Regions from separate parts of the Mus musculus genome. Here all the other regions are linked to region 4. Evidence: chromatin contacts called from public HiChIP or PLAC-seq and promoter capture Hi-C data. All regions are on one chromosome and are shown on one strand. The core of a region is the stretch at or near the end of the contact, and the rest is flanking DNA. Distances in the headings are between cores, read along the strand shown.

The links. Promoter capture Hi-C pulls out the DNA fragments that hold promoters and counts their contacts. HiChIP or PLAC-seq counts read pairs in DNA pulled down with a chosen protein or histone mark.
Region 1: an H3K4me3 HiChIP or PLAC-seq map of intestinal villus epithelium shows a contact between it and region 4, with 7 times the contacts expected there. The contact joins the enhancer-like site here to the promoter of Klf5 in region 4. A contact is called at or near these places in 9 of 39 promoter capture datasets (the 3T3-L1 cell line, the C10 cell line, cranial neural crest and 4 more), 1 of 15 datasets of contacts at CTCF or cohesin (the NIH/3T3 cell line), 16 of 484 Hi-C or Micro-C datasets (the AML12 cell line, the C2C12 cell line, the HL-1 cell line and 8 more), 15 of 115 datasets of contacts at active chromatin or transcription factors (the NIH/3T3 cell line, astrocytes, embryonic basal ganglia and 8 more) and 3 of 9 other capture datasets (adipose tissue, embryonic stem cells and pancreatic islet).
Region 2: an H3K4me3 HiChIP or PLAC-seq map of intestinal villus epithelium shows a contact between it and region 4, with 6 read pairs. The contact joins the enhancer-like site here to the promoter of Klf5 in region 4. A contact is called at or near these places in 6 of 39 promoter capture datasets (the SN4741 cell line, cranial neural crest, embryonic stem cells and 3 more), 1 of 15 datasets of contacts at CTCF or cohesin (the NIH/3T3 cell line), 7 of 484 Hi-C or Micro-C datasets (the C2C12 cell line, embryonic fibroblasts, muscle stem cells and 4 more), 10 of 115 datasets of contacts at active chromatin or transcription factors (embryonic forebrain, embryonic midbrain, embryonic stem cells and 5 more) and 3 of 9 other capture datasets (adipose tissue, embryonic stem cells and liver).
Region 3: a contact with region 4 is called in a promoter capture Hi-C map of embryonic stem cells, with 5 times the contacts expected there. The contact joins the enhancer-like site here to the promoter of Klf5 in region 4. A contact is called at or near these places in 7 of 39 promoter capture datasets (cranial neural crest, embryonic stem cells, liver and 2 more), 1 of 15 datasets of contacts at CTCF or cohesin (the NIH/3T3 cell line), 3 of 484 Hi-C or Micro-C datasets (embryonic stem cells and nephron progenitors), 10 of 115 datasets of contacts at active chromatin or transcription factors (embryonic midbrain, embryonic stem cells, forebrain and 3 more) and 3 of 9 other capture datasets (adipose tissue, embryonic stem cells and pancreatic islet).
Region 5: an H3K4me3 HiChIP or PLAC-seq map of embryonic basal ganglia shows a contact between it and region 4, with 3 times the contacts expected there. The contact joins the enhancer-like site here to the promoter of Klf5 in region 4. A contact is called at or near these places in 6 of 39 promoter capture datasets (the 3T3-L1 cell line, 3T3-L1-derived adipocytes, hippocampal neurons and 2 more) and 7 of 115 datasets of contacts at active chromatin or transcription factors (the NIH/3T3 cell line, SST interneurons, craniofacial prominence and 4 more).

The regions. Positions count from the first base shown.
Region 1 is chr14:99,615,843-99,618,542 of GRCm38.p6, forward strand. The region is part of intron 1 of Gm34061 (a long non-coding RNA gene); the gene reads left to right. Among named protein-coding and RNA genes, the nearest start is that of Gm33880, 18 kb to the right of the region's middle. Within about 2 kb of position 1,324, at least 18 of the 459 cell types and tissues checked have an H3K27ac peak or open chromatin away from gene starts, as enhancers often do. A contact at or near this core is called in intestinal villus epithelium and liver, where this site is marked.
Region 2 is chr14:99,762,100-99,764,799 of GRCm38.p6, forward strand. No RefSeq gene overlaps it. Among named protein-coding and RNA genes, the nearest start is that of Gm22970, 10 kb to the right of the region's middle. Within about 2 kb of position 1,377, at least 11 of the 459 cell types and tissues checked have an H3K27ac peak or open chromatin away from gene starts, as enhancers often do. A contact at or near this core is called in the C2C12 cell line and intestinal villus epithelium, where this site is marked.
Region 3 is chr14:99,785,169-99,787,868 of GRCm38.p6, forward strand. No RefSeq gene overlaps it. Among named protein-coding and RNA genes, the nearest start is that of Gm22970, 13 kb to the left of the region's middle. Within about 2 kb of position 1,338, at least 16 of the 459 cell types and tissues checked have an H3K27ac peak or open chromatin away from gene starts, as enhancers often do. A contact at or near this core is called in embryonic stem cells, where this site is marked.
Region 4 is chr14:99,297,289-99,299,988 of GRCm38.p6, forward strand. Klf5 (Kruppel-like factor 5) reads left to right here and starts at 1,403. Exons shown (of 4, transcript NM_009769.4): 1 at 1,403-1,934. The coding sequence starts at 1,707.
Region 5 is chr14:99,709,586-99,712,285 of GRCm38.p6, forward strand. No RefSeq gene overlaps it. Among named protein-coding and RNA genes, the nearest start is that of Gm22970, 63 kb to the right of the region's middle. Within about 2 kb of position 1,361, at least 6 of the 459 cell types and tissues checked have an H3K27ac peak or open chromatin away from gene starts, as enhancers often do. A contact at or near this core is called in embryonic basal ganglia, where this site is marked.

The DNA.
Region 1 (2,700 bases), core at 74-2,573, 320 kb after region 4:
TAGAAGAAAGCAAGGTAACATTAAGAAAATAAAACAAAATAAATCAAAACAAAAAATTCTGAGGAATGCCATTAGGCTAACAGTAATAGAAACTTTACCTGTTTCTTTGCCATGTACTGAACCTGGAAACCTGGTAATGCTTTGATAACTTACAAGGATCTCGAGGAACTGTAAGATTCCAAAGTGCTTACTGATGTTTCAGAGCTCAAGCCATCCTCGTCACAGTTTCAGAAAAGATGCATTTTGCTTATGGTTAAAATTGCCAGCTGGTTATAACAGCATATTCTGATAGTCCCAGATATTCAAGAGGCCGAGGCAGGAGGATTAATCGAGTCAAGAGTTGGAGAAGAATTGGTAGAATAAGATCCTGTCTCAAACAAAACTGCGACTCCCAATCAAAAGAAAGAAACCTTAGCCTTATGGGCAATAGGTTAGATAGAAGAAAGGAAAGGAGGAAGGGAGGGAGGGAGGGAGGGAGGGAGGGAGGGAGGGAGGGAAATAGAGAGGCCATAGGTATTTTTGGTCATCCTTTAATAAGAAGAATAATTAACGAAAATACCACACAGATTGTTTTAAACCATTACCGATAACCTAGAGCTTACTGAATTTTTATGTATTTCAAGTGTGTCAATTCATTGTCTGATCACCTAATTAAAAAAGAATCCTTGGCTCTAATTCCTAGATGGTTGTTCCTATATTTTGCATGCCCTTCCTTTCTTTGGGAGTTAGAACAATAATATTCACTTCCGATCATTTGGCCTACTTTAAAAATTACACAATGAAACTGTGTTAAATAAATGTTGTTGTGTGACACCTCCAGGTGTTGGGAGGTGTTTACTGGCAGCTGGCAACGCATGTGAGAGTTCATCGGGTGTCACTGGATGTTAGTAAACATGTTTTCTTTTTACAGAGATAGTGAAGGAAAGGGCTTGGGTTGTTCTGGGAGTGGGCCAAGGGCTGGTGAAAGACTTTCCTTGTCTCTTAGTTATCAAGCCGTCACATGCTCCTGGTAGGTCTTTACCTTTAACAGTGGGGTAGACCTGGTCAGACTGTGCTAGGTTCCAATGCAAGAAGCGTCTTTAAACTTAACTGCTGTTTGCTGCTAACATTTGTCCTGTTGGCTTTTCATCTCCTGCCCTTGCTCAGATGAGCTCCAGTATGTGAATGATTCCTTGCCACTATTTGTAAAGGAAATTAATTGTACAGCTCTGTACAGCTCCCCATTGCCTTGTTTATCTCTGTGCGCACTGGGGTCTTTGAAAGGTTGTACTGTGGAATTTGTACCGTGAGTTGAATATTAATAAGATAAGAAGGAACACGTTTCTCTTTTCCTCTAGAGCCTCAGACTGGCAGCCTAAGCAGGAAGGTCAGCTCAGGAGTGCAGGCCTAGAGGTCCTGGCTCTGCACTTGGTTTCCTGTTAGGACCTCCTGGTAACTGAGAGATTACTTTATGACAGTTCAGATTTAAGTAAAGTGAGAAAGACCTTGGAGTCTTTTTTTCTCGAATTGTATGCTTTGCTTTGTCACAACCACTACATTTAAGCCTTCTGTATGCCTTCTCCTTGAAGGGATGGGAGGGGTTAGGAGGTGGCATTTAGTACAGGAAGAAAATTAAAGCATTTTAAGTTCCTAAAAAGATGCTTTGATATGCTTTTTTAATTCCTTAATATTCCAAGTACAGACGGTGTGCTTCTATAGTCTTTTCTTCTGATTGTCTCTCACCTTCCTCTTCTTGTTCGGGTCCTTATCTTCCATGCAAAGCAGGAAAAGGGTCTACAGATAAGGGTCTTGGTTGGTAAGTAAAGGACACAAAGAGGAAGTAAGTTCACATTGTGACATTTCTTTTTGCTTTTTCCTTCAGCTGATTAATAGGTAAATCCAGATGTAGCTCTTCAATCAGGGAATATTAGAGTTTGTACTCATATATTTTTCTCTCACAGGGAATACCAAGGTGTCTGGCAGCATGGGGCAGAGTCAGAGTCCTAGGATCTTTGTCAATTAAATGGATCGCTTCAGTGATCCTTCTTTAGGGAAACAGGCATGTCAATACAAACTGCATGAATCTGTAAACATCAGTAGTCCTTAGTAATTGAAGGTGCAGCACCAACTTCTAGCCCTTGCAATCTGAATTTAGGTGGTTCAACACAGGTGGGCGGGGGGGGGGGGGCTTCTACAGAGCCACAGGTAAGGCTGCCTAAACCTCATACTATACATGAGAAAAGAGGAAGTACACTCCTGAGACCCCAGCACTTGGGAGACAGAGGCAGGTACATCATTGCAAGTTCCAGGCCAGCATAGAGTGTCTAACAAGTTCTCAGATGAGGATTATGTAGTCCTTGCTATGTACTATGTACCATGTACCATGTACCATGTACTATGTACTATGTATTATGTACTATGTACTGTGTAATAAGCTTACTATGTCGTACGATCTTGTTTCTGAGAGGCAGTGGATCAGCTGGAGAGAGAACAAGATCTCAGGTTGTGCAGAGACTGATCTGCAAGCTCCAAGACCTGAGTTTGATCTTCAGAAGTTGTGTTAAGAAGCCAGGCATGCGGGCATGTATTTATAATCCCAGAATGCATCTAATTTGCAGGTCAATGAGAGACCCAATACAAGCAACAAGGTAGGCAATGCCTACGGGAGGCTGATACCCAGTGTCCCAGTGTTCCCTTGTCTTCACATATGTGTGCATGCCT
Region 2 (2,700 bases), core at 127-2,626, 460 kb after region 4:
CTCCGTGGCCACAGGCTGTTTCGTTTCTATCCGAGGTGAGGCAGAAGTAGCTTTTGTTCTTTTTAACATGAAGGGATTTTAGTTTGTTGCCCACAAATGAAGTTATAGACATTTTAGAATAGTAACTAAAATTTATTATTTTTTGAGTATTTTTTCCCTTAATTTTCTTACCAACTGACCTTGCAGATTAACCCGTTTCTCAATTGCTGACCATTTAAAGGAGAACTGAAAAGGAAGCCTTCTGCCTGCTTTAAACAGATATGAGCAGGATAGAAAGAAGGTGAAATTATTTATGACCCTGAACTTATTGTGAGGAATAACAGTTTGAAACTTGGTCCAAGTAGTGTCTGACCTCCAGGAGGATGGAGTTTGGGACAGCTAGAGACAGGAAAGGAAGAGATGCATGTTAGGTGGCTTTTATAAAGGATGTTACCAGGTCATTGCCATACACTTTTCACTTTCTGAGAAGACTGTAGACTTTTTTTCTTTTCCTTCAGAGACATGGCAGATGTCTAAAGTTTGGATTTGGATCAAGCCAGCCAACATTTCAGTCTCACCCAAATTGGAAATCATGATATTCTCTGGGTAACTATATTTTCTGATAAAACCACGCCTTATAAATTGAGGATGGAAATATGTATAAATAAATACCCACATTTGGAAACCAGCATACAGAACATAGATATACCTGTGTATATATGGAAAAAGCACATTAGAAATCAGACATGAAAAGAAAATTAAATCCATGCATCCATCTTTGTGGGCAGCATCCAAAGCAGCAGAGTCAAGTTTTAAGTTTAAATATTATGTTACAGTATGGATTAATGCACTGGATTCTAACTCAAGAAGAGATGTGTGAAACACAGCATGAAGCAAAGAAGGAACAAGAGAGCAGAAATTACTGAAAATCTATTTGCTGCCTTAGAGAAAAACACCTGATCAACAGATTATTTTTGAGAAGCTAATAAAATAGATAAATCTTTGTCCAGATTTCTCAACCGGGGAGAAAAACAGTATTAGAAATACAAGAGAGGAGCCGTATCTATAGATACAGCCTAGAGAGAAAATAATAATAAGAAAATTAGTAATTTTGTGTTCATAAATCTACATACTTGAGTGAATAGGTAATTTCCTGGAAAAAAATAACATCAAAACTGACTCGTGAAAAATATAATACAGCTGAGTTGTGTGTGCACACACACACATGCACACACCAGACACTGACCAGAATATTTTATAAACTCTCCCACGTATCCCATGAGTTGAGTCATCCTTTTTATACCTAACCACTTCACTCACAGTGAGACAACTCTTTAGTGCTGGATTAGTATTCACACAGAACTTGGGATACTTGATATAGAGAAATACTACACCAGAAAGAGAAAGTGGACCTCAATGACCTTTGTCCTCAGAAATGCAACCTTCCTCTTAAACAAAGCCAAGCCTAGCAAAGTATTTGTTTCCCCGTAGTTTCCACATTTGAGGTTAAAAGAAGAAATGTCACGTGCTGATCCTATTGCTTGTACAAATACAGTGGACTGAATTTAGTAACTTCTGAGATGGTAAATACTCTTAGATGACCAGAATCAAGACTGTTTTATTTGTCCCAATAACAAGTATGTTTCAAACAACTCACAACTCAAACAGTATAAGAAAAGCTTAAAGTATCCAATTAAAATATAAAAATGTGACACATTAAACAGTTGGCCTTTGAAACCAATTTAATCTGGAATCTCTCCCACCACAAAACCAGGAAGTAAAAAAAAATGGGGAAAAAAGAGGAAAGTTTGTCTTCAGTATGGATGATTTGATTAGAAGCACAGGATTGAAAGAGACTCAGGAGGGGAGCAGAACAAATGAGCAGTTCAGAGGGTATTGACATATGAGTGTAATTCAAAAATCAGAAGGTGTAATTTAAACAATATTAACAACAAATACATAAGATACCTAGGAAAAAAATGTAACAAAAGTACATAGGACCTCTTTTTTTTAAATATAATGTATTTATTTAATTATTTATTTATTTTAGATTTATTTATTTATTATAGAAGTACACTGAAGCAGTCTTCAGACACACCAGAAGAGGGCATTAGATCTCACTACAGATGGTTGCAGCCATCATGTGGTTGCTGGTATTTGAACTTATGACCTTTGGAAGAGCAGCCAGTGCTCTTAACCACTGACTGAGTCATCTCTCCAGCCCCTATATAGGACCTCTTGAGAAATTATTATAACATTATTGAAAGATATTAAAAACATTAAAGTTACTACAGAAGATGTGTCCAGAGTGAGAAATATCAATATAAAAATAATATGAATTCTCATATTATAGCCATAACAAGTCAAGCAAACTGTGACATTGGGTGCTATTCATCACACTGCAAACAACTAGTGAGCCAAATGCATACTTTATTTCCTTTTCCATTTAAAATAGTACTCACAAAAGCTAAAGCAGACTGTATTCCTTTTTAAAAAATATTCTATTCATTCTTTGTAAAACTTAGGCAGTATACTTTGACGATACACATTCCCAACTCCATTTGAGTTCTTCTAAATTAATTCTTACTTCCTTTCCCTCCAATTTTCGGTCCTCTGTGGTTCATAGTTTTATTTAATAACTCATTGACTCCAATTTGTGCTGTTCATAATTGGAGCATGTTGACCTACCAGGAGACATATCCTTAAAGAAAACTGATTCTC
Region 3 (2,700 bases), core at 88-2,587, 490 kb after region 4:
CAACAATCTTAAAACAAAATGAAAGACAGTGTGTATCCCATTTTTTTTTCTTACAGTTGTCATGGAAACTTTTTTAAAAGACCAGCATGCATAGCAGAGTGCTCTGCTAACTAACAGGTCATACTGAATTTCTGAATGTCCAGTATTGTGAAATCCACCTGCTTGAACGACCTGCTGTGTTAGTGAACTTTGCTCTTAGGTATAGCAGCAAGTCTTCAGTTATACCGAATTTCCTTCTCAAATGTACGCATGCGCTGTATTCGTCTTCTCTTTGTGCACCCCAAGTTGTTGGCCATGCTCTCAAACACATTCTTTTCAAATTCACATTTTTTTTTGGTTATTTTTAATTGAAAACAAAAAAACTTTTTCATTACATTATATTCTGAACACTAATTCCCCCTCCCCAACTCCTCCCAGATCCACCCATCCAATCCCATATTCTCTCTCTCTCTCTCTCTCTCTCACTCTCAAACAAAAAAAAAACCAAATTGGAAGCTAATTTCAATTGCAACTGTATACGAAGATAGAAATACTCCTTGATTATAGTCTAACCAGTTGGCAGATCTCTCCATATTCTTTTTGTATTGAATGGCTTTTGACTCACCAGCTGACTTTTAGAAAGAGAAGTCCGGGAACAAGAGAAAAATTCTTTTTTCTGTCCCTTAATTACACAATCAGTGAAGAATCCGAATCAAATCTAAAATGTTTTTGTAAGTATTGCTGTCAGGAAGCACTTTAGTTAAATAATCCCTGTCTGAGTTTTATGAGAAATAAAGACGCTAGAAAGAACAGGGTTGTTGTTGTTGTTTTAGCATTCTTGCTTGGATTTGTTAAGTTTTTGTCTTCTATGATTCTCCCTTATTCTTCAGAGCTAATCACCAACGACAAATATGTTCTATAAAGAATTTTTTTTTTATCAAAAGTAAAAAGATATAGTCATTTTCATGCAAGTTCCATGTTCAATTTCCTTTTACACACCCTGTAATAAATTGCAAATCATGTGTGGAATGAAGCAAGACTCGACACAAATGGTCTCTCTTGACACTTTACTCCTCAATGATCAAAGACGGGAAAAGCAATGCTGTTCATCTGCTCCGATTTTAAATAGTTGTAAAAGTGCGATGTGGTTGTGAGATACAGAAGAGTAGTATGCAGACGTGTTTTACAATCCTTGTAAGTAGAGAGGCCAGCGATGGCTGCCAGAGTAAGGGGAAACTTCATTCCCTAGAGCTTTCCCCTTATTTTCTCCCCTTATTTTCCCTCTATTTCCTGTGCTGTGTTAAGCTTCAACCTGAGGTGAAGGCTAACTTAGCTTATTTAACATATCAAAGGTGGCCTAGCCTCCAGGTTCTCCCAGCTTCCCTCTGTCCCTTTCTGTGACAGGGTAGGGGCTGGTCCTCTACCCAGAACTCTCCAGCCCAGAGGGCTGGGCTGGGCTGATCTTCCCTATACAATCCAGGCATTTTGCATACCAACATCTTTTGCATCTTTGGCCTCCTGGATGCATCCCCTGGCTCCCCTCTCCCCTTGCCTCACATGACTGTTCAGGACTCTTCCAGATGTCCCTGCCTCAGGTTCCAATCTCCCAGTCCGATCTACCAAAAAATAAAAAATAGAAAATAAAAAACCCTTTCTCCTCCCCCAAACCTAGGTTCAGTCAGTCGAGTCCTTCCCTGTTTGTTTATTTTTTTCTGTTGTTGGTTGTTTTTTTTTTTTTTCATTCATGTTGGACACAACATCTCTTTTTGTCACTAATTGGAAAATTTATACTTCTTAGAAAGTAGGAAATGAGGCTTTTCCCTACTTTCTCCGCTATAAGTTTCAGTGTCTCTGGTTTTATGTGGAGTTCCTTAATCCCTTAGATTTGACCTTAGTACAAGGAGATAGAAATGGGTCAATTCACATTCTTCTACATGATAACTGCCAGTTGTGCCAGCACCATTTGTTGAAAATGCTGTCTTTTTTCCACTGGATGGTTTTAGCTCCCTTGTCAAAGATCAAGTGACCATAGGTGTGTGGGTTCATCTCTGGGTCTTCAATTCTGTTCCATTGGTCTACTTGTCTGTCACTATACCAGTACCATACAGTTTTTATCACAATTGCTCTGTAGTACAGTTTTAGGTCCGGCATGGTGATTCTGGGAACAAAACACCCATGGAAGGAGTTACAGAGACAAAATTTGGAGTTGTGACAAAAAGATGGACCATCTAGTGATTGCCATATGCAGGGATCCATCCCATAATCAGCTTCCAAACGCTGACACCATTGCACACACTAGCAAAATTTTGCTGAAAGGACCCAGATATAGCTCTCTCTTGTGAGACTATGCCGGGGCTTAGCAAATACAGAAGTGGATGATCACAGTCAGCTATTGGATGGGTCACACGGCCCCCAATGCAGGAGCTAGAGATATTACCCAAGGAGCTAAAGGGAACTGCAACCCTATAGGTGGAATAACATTATGAACTAACCAGTACCCCGGAGCTCTTGACTCTAGCTGCATATGCATCAAAAGATGGCCTAGTCGGTCATCACTGCAAAGAGAGGCCATTGGACTTGCCAACTTTAGATGCCCCAGTACAGGGAAACGCCAGGGCCAAAAAGGGGGAGTGGGTGGGTAGGGGATTGGGGGGGTGGATATGGGGGACCTTTGAGATAGCATTGAAAATGTAAACGAGGAAAACACCTAATTAAAAAAAA
Region 4 (2,700 bases), core at 153-2,652:
TACCTGTGATACACTCTTTCAGGTGCACTTTTTTTTTTTCCTAAGAACTTTTTAAAAAGATGCTTCACTGTAAAGGAGCGAGTGTGCTCTAGGTAGGTATTATAGTATAGTGTGCTGCCAACAGACGTAAATAGATAGCAATATTACAGGCGTCTTTTTAAGTCGCAGTTTATTGTTTCAGCTTCTCAATAAGCCAGATAAAATCATAGACAAGAACATTGAGGATTAAGGAAAGGCGTTTCCTTTGGTGTGATTACTGGCAAAAATTAAGAACAAAACCAAACCAAACCACTCACCTTCCATTAAAACAACGCAGTAAAAAGGTAGTAATATAGTTGACTGTTGCTTTCCTACCAGTTTGGATACCCAGTTTTCAGGGCTGTTGAATGTCTGTGAATGTTTGTGCCTTCTTTGGTTCCCGTTTCGTAGGAAAAGGTGACACTGTATTAGGTAGATGGGACCCATACTTCTGAATATATTAAAACTCCATTCCCCGCCCCTCCGAACACTACAGTGCTAGCAAAAATAAGCCAAAGATGTAATGTCTATTTAAATACCCGGTTGAGCTGGCTGTTAGTTCTCAAATTAGATTCCATGCTCGGGCTAGAATCAACATGGTTTAAATATTAAAAACTTCATAATTCATATGGCCCACCCCACCTTTTCCCCACATTCGGCGAAGGAGAGTAGACATGTCTGTGAAAACTTGTAGCTCCTTAAATACTGTAGGGGAAAATGTGCCCAGGTTGGTATGCAAGGACTTGAAAAAAAATGCTTGACATTTACAGATTTTATTCAGGCCACAAGGAATCTGCGAAAAGATAGATAGATCTACGGCTGAAAACACAGAAAGGAGGGCTGTTTTACGTTTGTTTTCGCACCGCCCCTTGTTTTCCTCTAAAGTACATTTTGTATACTTAAAAAAAAAAATACACTCATTGGTTAAGACTGGAAACCTCAGCTCCCCCCACCTAGCTGCCTTCTGTCTTCGGTTTTCGAGTTTCAGGTCCTTGCACAACACCTAAGACGTGCAATACTTTTTTTTCGCCCTAATCCTGGCAGAGAACAGTTCGGAGAGATCTCCCTCCGCGTCTCCACCCTGATTTCCCCCTCTTCCTAGATTCCACCCGCTCCTCTCCTTCCCTCCGCCCGCCCCGTGCTCCGCCGGCCCAATCTGTCAGAGAAGTTGTGTACAAACTGCGCCGCAGCCCTGCGCGCGAAGCTCCTGGCCCGCGAGGGGTGCGGTCGGCCCGTCGGAGGCGGGACCTCGTGGGCCTTCTTTCCTACTGGCTACCCTCTGGCCCTGGGGCCTTGCCATTGGCCACAACGCTGCCAGTCCGGTGAGCTGGCCCTGCCTCCCCGGAGTTGGGTGAAATAGAGGCGGGCGTCAAGTGTCAGTAGTCGCGGGGCAGGTACGCGCTCTCTTAGGTTGCTGGTGGAGCTTGGGGGTGGCGGGAGCGGGTTCCGGCGAGAGGGTGAGCGAGCGCTGGGGCGGGGCGGGAGAAAGTGGCTGCCCGAGGACCTCGGCGGTGACGCGTGGCCGAGCCCAGGAGCCCCGATCTCCGTGCCCGCCTTCGTGAGCGTCTGGCTGCCGGCCCAGGGGTCCCCCGCCGCGGCCCCCCGCCGAGTCCGCCGTCCCGTGCCAGCCCGAGCGAGGTGGGATCGCGATCGCTCCGTGTCCCGCTCCCGTAATCCCCAGACCGTCCATGCCCACGCGGGTGCTGACCATGAGCGCCCGCCTGGGACCACTGCCCCAGCCGCCGGCCGCGCAGGACGAGCCCGTGTTCGCGCAGCTCAAGCCGGTGCTGGGCGCTGCGAACCCGGCCCGCGACGCGGCGCTCTTCTCCGGAGACGATCTGAAACACGCGCACCACCACCCGCCTGCGCCGCCGCCAGCCGCTGGCCCGCGACTGCCCTCGGAGGAGCTGGTCCAGGTAAGCAGAGCGGCCGGCCTCCCTTCCCCGGCTCGGGCGTGTCCCGCCGCTACGAGGCGCGGGCGACAGGGGCCGCTCCAGACTGGGACGCGCGGGAACGGGTGCCCGGGTGGACAGCCCCGCCCTGCGCTCCCAGACGGGGCGCCGGGGAGTGGATGGGGGAGCAGGGCGGGGGCCCACCCGGATCTGTCCAGAGGAGCTAAAGAGAGCCGCGCGCTCGCGTGCACCTTCTCTTTGCTTGCGTGGGGATGAAAGCTTGTGCCCACGCTCAACTTGGCTTAAAATGCTTCTTGACCGCTCTCTCCCGATGGCCCTGGCCTTGGAAGTCCACCTGCCTGCGTCCTCTGGGGTGAAATAGAAATGCAAATTGGAGTACTGGGGTTTCATATACCCCCGTGGAGGCTCACCCTAGAATGTATTGTAGGGCCCCGTTTGGAAAACTAGAATCTTAAGGTTGTATTGGAACACCGCTTTTCCCTTAAAAAGAAACACGGACAAAAAAGGCCAGGGGTGTTGTTTTTCTTAGTGTGCGCGTAAATTTCCTCTCGGAGTCGCGTTGAAAGCTGGCAGTTGGCTTTTACACTTGCCCAGCAGCCGAATTAGAGCAAGCGCCTGTTTCTTTCGCCCACGCACGGGAGTCATATAGCCTAGAAAAAACTTCCCGGGACTTTTAGCTAGTCCCAAGGAAAAAAAAAATTGGAAACAGACCCACATGCAAACAGCTGGAAGAGCTAAAATCAGAAACCACTAACCGCCACGGGAGCGC
Region 5 (2,700 bases), core at 111-2,610, 410 kb after region 4:
AATAAAATAATTAGGAAGTGGACTGGAAAAGACGAGTACGAAGAACCTTTCTGTTGTTTGAGGTGTAAACAACTGTGCAGGTGAGCTGCAAAATCCTAGCAGCTGTCTGGAAGTGGACAATAGAGAGAAAAGCGCACTTTTTAAGCTAGGCACTTAGGTCAGAGAAAGAGTAAGATCTCCCAGTGTGTCTCAGAAAGCTTGCTTAGGCTTTTAAATTGTATCCAAAAGAAAAAGAGAGAGAAAAAGTTAAGCTTGCTTTCTTTTGAGTAAGTCAGGAAAGCAGACAGGGTGCATGTCAGTCTGTGTAAGTGGCTGCACCGAGGGAGGGGTTTCTGGGAAGGAAAAGTGCATTACCTCATTAAGGGGATAATTATTCCTCCTATCTCCTTAGCATGTCATTAGGTGAATCAGCTTTCCTGGGAAAGGGGAGACTCCTGATTGGCAGGCCCAGCCCCACTAACTCTTAACAAAGGTGTCAGTAGCTAACGGTTTGGAGCAGAGCAGAATGTCATGTTTCTGGATCCAGAGCTATTCCATTCCTTTGACCAGGAGGTCAAAATTGTTCCAGAAGGAACAATTGTGTTGTTTTCCTTGCTAGTGTTACCAGGGACCCTGATTGTGGGGGGCGCGATCTCTCTTCAGTAGTCTTATTTAGCTACCTAAGAATGTTACAACTCACGTGTTCTTCGTGGAAAAGAGAAGCAACAGGCCTACCAGCCCACTTCTGAAAATGGTGCCAGGAGCCCAAGAAGAGACTAAAATCTTCACTACTCTGCAAAGAGCCCACCACACCACACTTGCAAATCTCCAGTGCTCCCTGGGCTCCTCCAAGGTGAAACCCATCACTTCTCTGGCTCCCTTGTAGCCGGCAGGACTGCTCTGCAGGGGAGCAGTGGGGGGAATTTAGTCTCTAGCAGAGGTAGCTGAGTTCCACCATCAGAGGGGAAACACAGTAGAAGCATAATTGTGTGGAAAGCTTGTGTAGATAGATGATCTGCCATTAATATTATATAATGCAGAAAATGCTTGCCACACTTGCAGTGTTCTTTATGAATCTCCCAGGATATTTTTATTACAGTTACGAGCAACGGTCCTTGGAAGATACACCGGCAGCTCTCAATTTTCTCGATCAACTACCATATTCTTTTCTTTACTTCTGCTCTTACATTAAAAGGCGGGCGCAGGGAGGGGGTGTTCGGGGCTCACAGATTACCTTTGCTAATTTTGAAAGAGGAAAACCTGCAGAATCAAAAGCTCAAATAGCTCACTTTAAAAGCACTTGAGAACAAGGGAAAGTTTTATGTGATTACATTAATAGCAGTGACAAATGCATGCGAAACACTTAACCGCTGTGTGTGATGCAAAGAAAACCCATTTAGGTGTCATTCAGCTTTTCCACATCGGTACAATGAGTACTCTCTGCTGTATCTTCTCAGGCAACGCTCCATTAGGATGCCATATTTTTCAGAAGCCGGTTTCCTAACCTGTCCTCCAAGAGCCCTTTTACAAAAATGGTTAAAACCCCAAATATAAAGCAATATCTTTCTGAAACTCAAAATATTTTAAAAAATAACTTCCTGAAACCCAAAATACAAAACAAAATCTTTCCTCCAATTCCACCCCTCAAAAAAAATATTTTTGGAAACATTTTGTCTTTGTAAAGATATGATTTTTATTTACCAATTGGTTATCTCTAATACTTTCTCTCCAAAGGAAATAAACTATGCAAAATGAGCTAGGGTCCCTGATAAGAGAGTTCCAAGGTCAGCATCATGAAGAAGAGAAAAAAAATACATGGGGGGGGGGCAGAGGGAAAAGCAACAGAGTGTAGAGAAATTGGGGAGGGAAGAGTAGACAGATTGCAAGGAGACAGGAGGGTTAGAGATGATGGCTCTGAGCAAGCTTTAAGCCAGTTGGCTCCCCATGACCGCAGACTGAGAAAGCTTTGAAATTTCAAGAGAATTTAGCAATGTTCCTCTGATCCTACCGTCTCTGAAACCAAGTTTTCCAGCTGAGATAGCATGTACACTGTAGGAAAAAAATTAAAAAAAGGGGGTTGGGGGGCGGAGAAGGTCGACCTCCAGCTGACTAACTGTGGCCCTCGTAATTCACTGGGCTAACCTAACTTTCCCATTTCCACATTAGAAAGCACTCAGGGGTTCAAGAACCCTTTTTATCTCTGTTTCTGGAGAAGCAACTGACTCAGCCTTGGAGTTAGGAAGAGGCACTTCAGGGTCACATGGAGGGCCTCCTGAGGATCCTGAAGGTGCTTATAGCTTCCTCTTGTGGGATGTGAGCAAGATTCTTCCAGGCATGTCGCCCCATCCTTCTGAGCTGCCCACATCCTTTGAACCTCTTTTCTGTTTTGGTCATTGTCAATAGTCTTCCTGGGAGAATCAAGTTAGTCTGTCTAGGATATCCCAGGATTTACAGCTGCCTTGTTTTTTTACTGGGAAAGTGGGAAAACTGAAGAAGAACAGAGTATTTCTAGTAGAATAAATTAGGTAGAGTTTTTCCAGAGCAGACAGGAGGTCAGGCAGGTAAGGGCTTTGGAGAGCAGAGACTCTTTCTCTTCCAATCCAGCTGGTCCTTCCCCAACAGCTACACAGAGAGTCCTCATGGAGAACCAGTCCTTCTGGTGGACTCTTATCTCTGCCCTCAAAACACCTTCAAAGATTCCCAAAGGATTTTTTTCCCTTC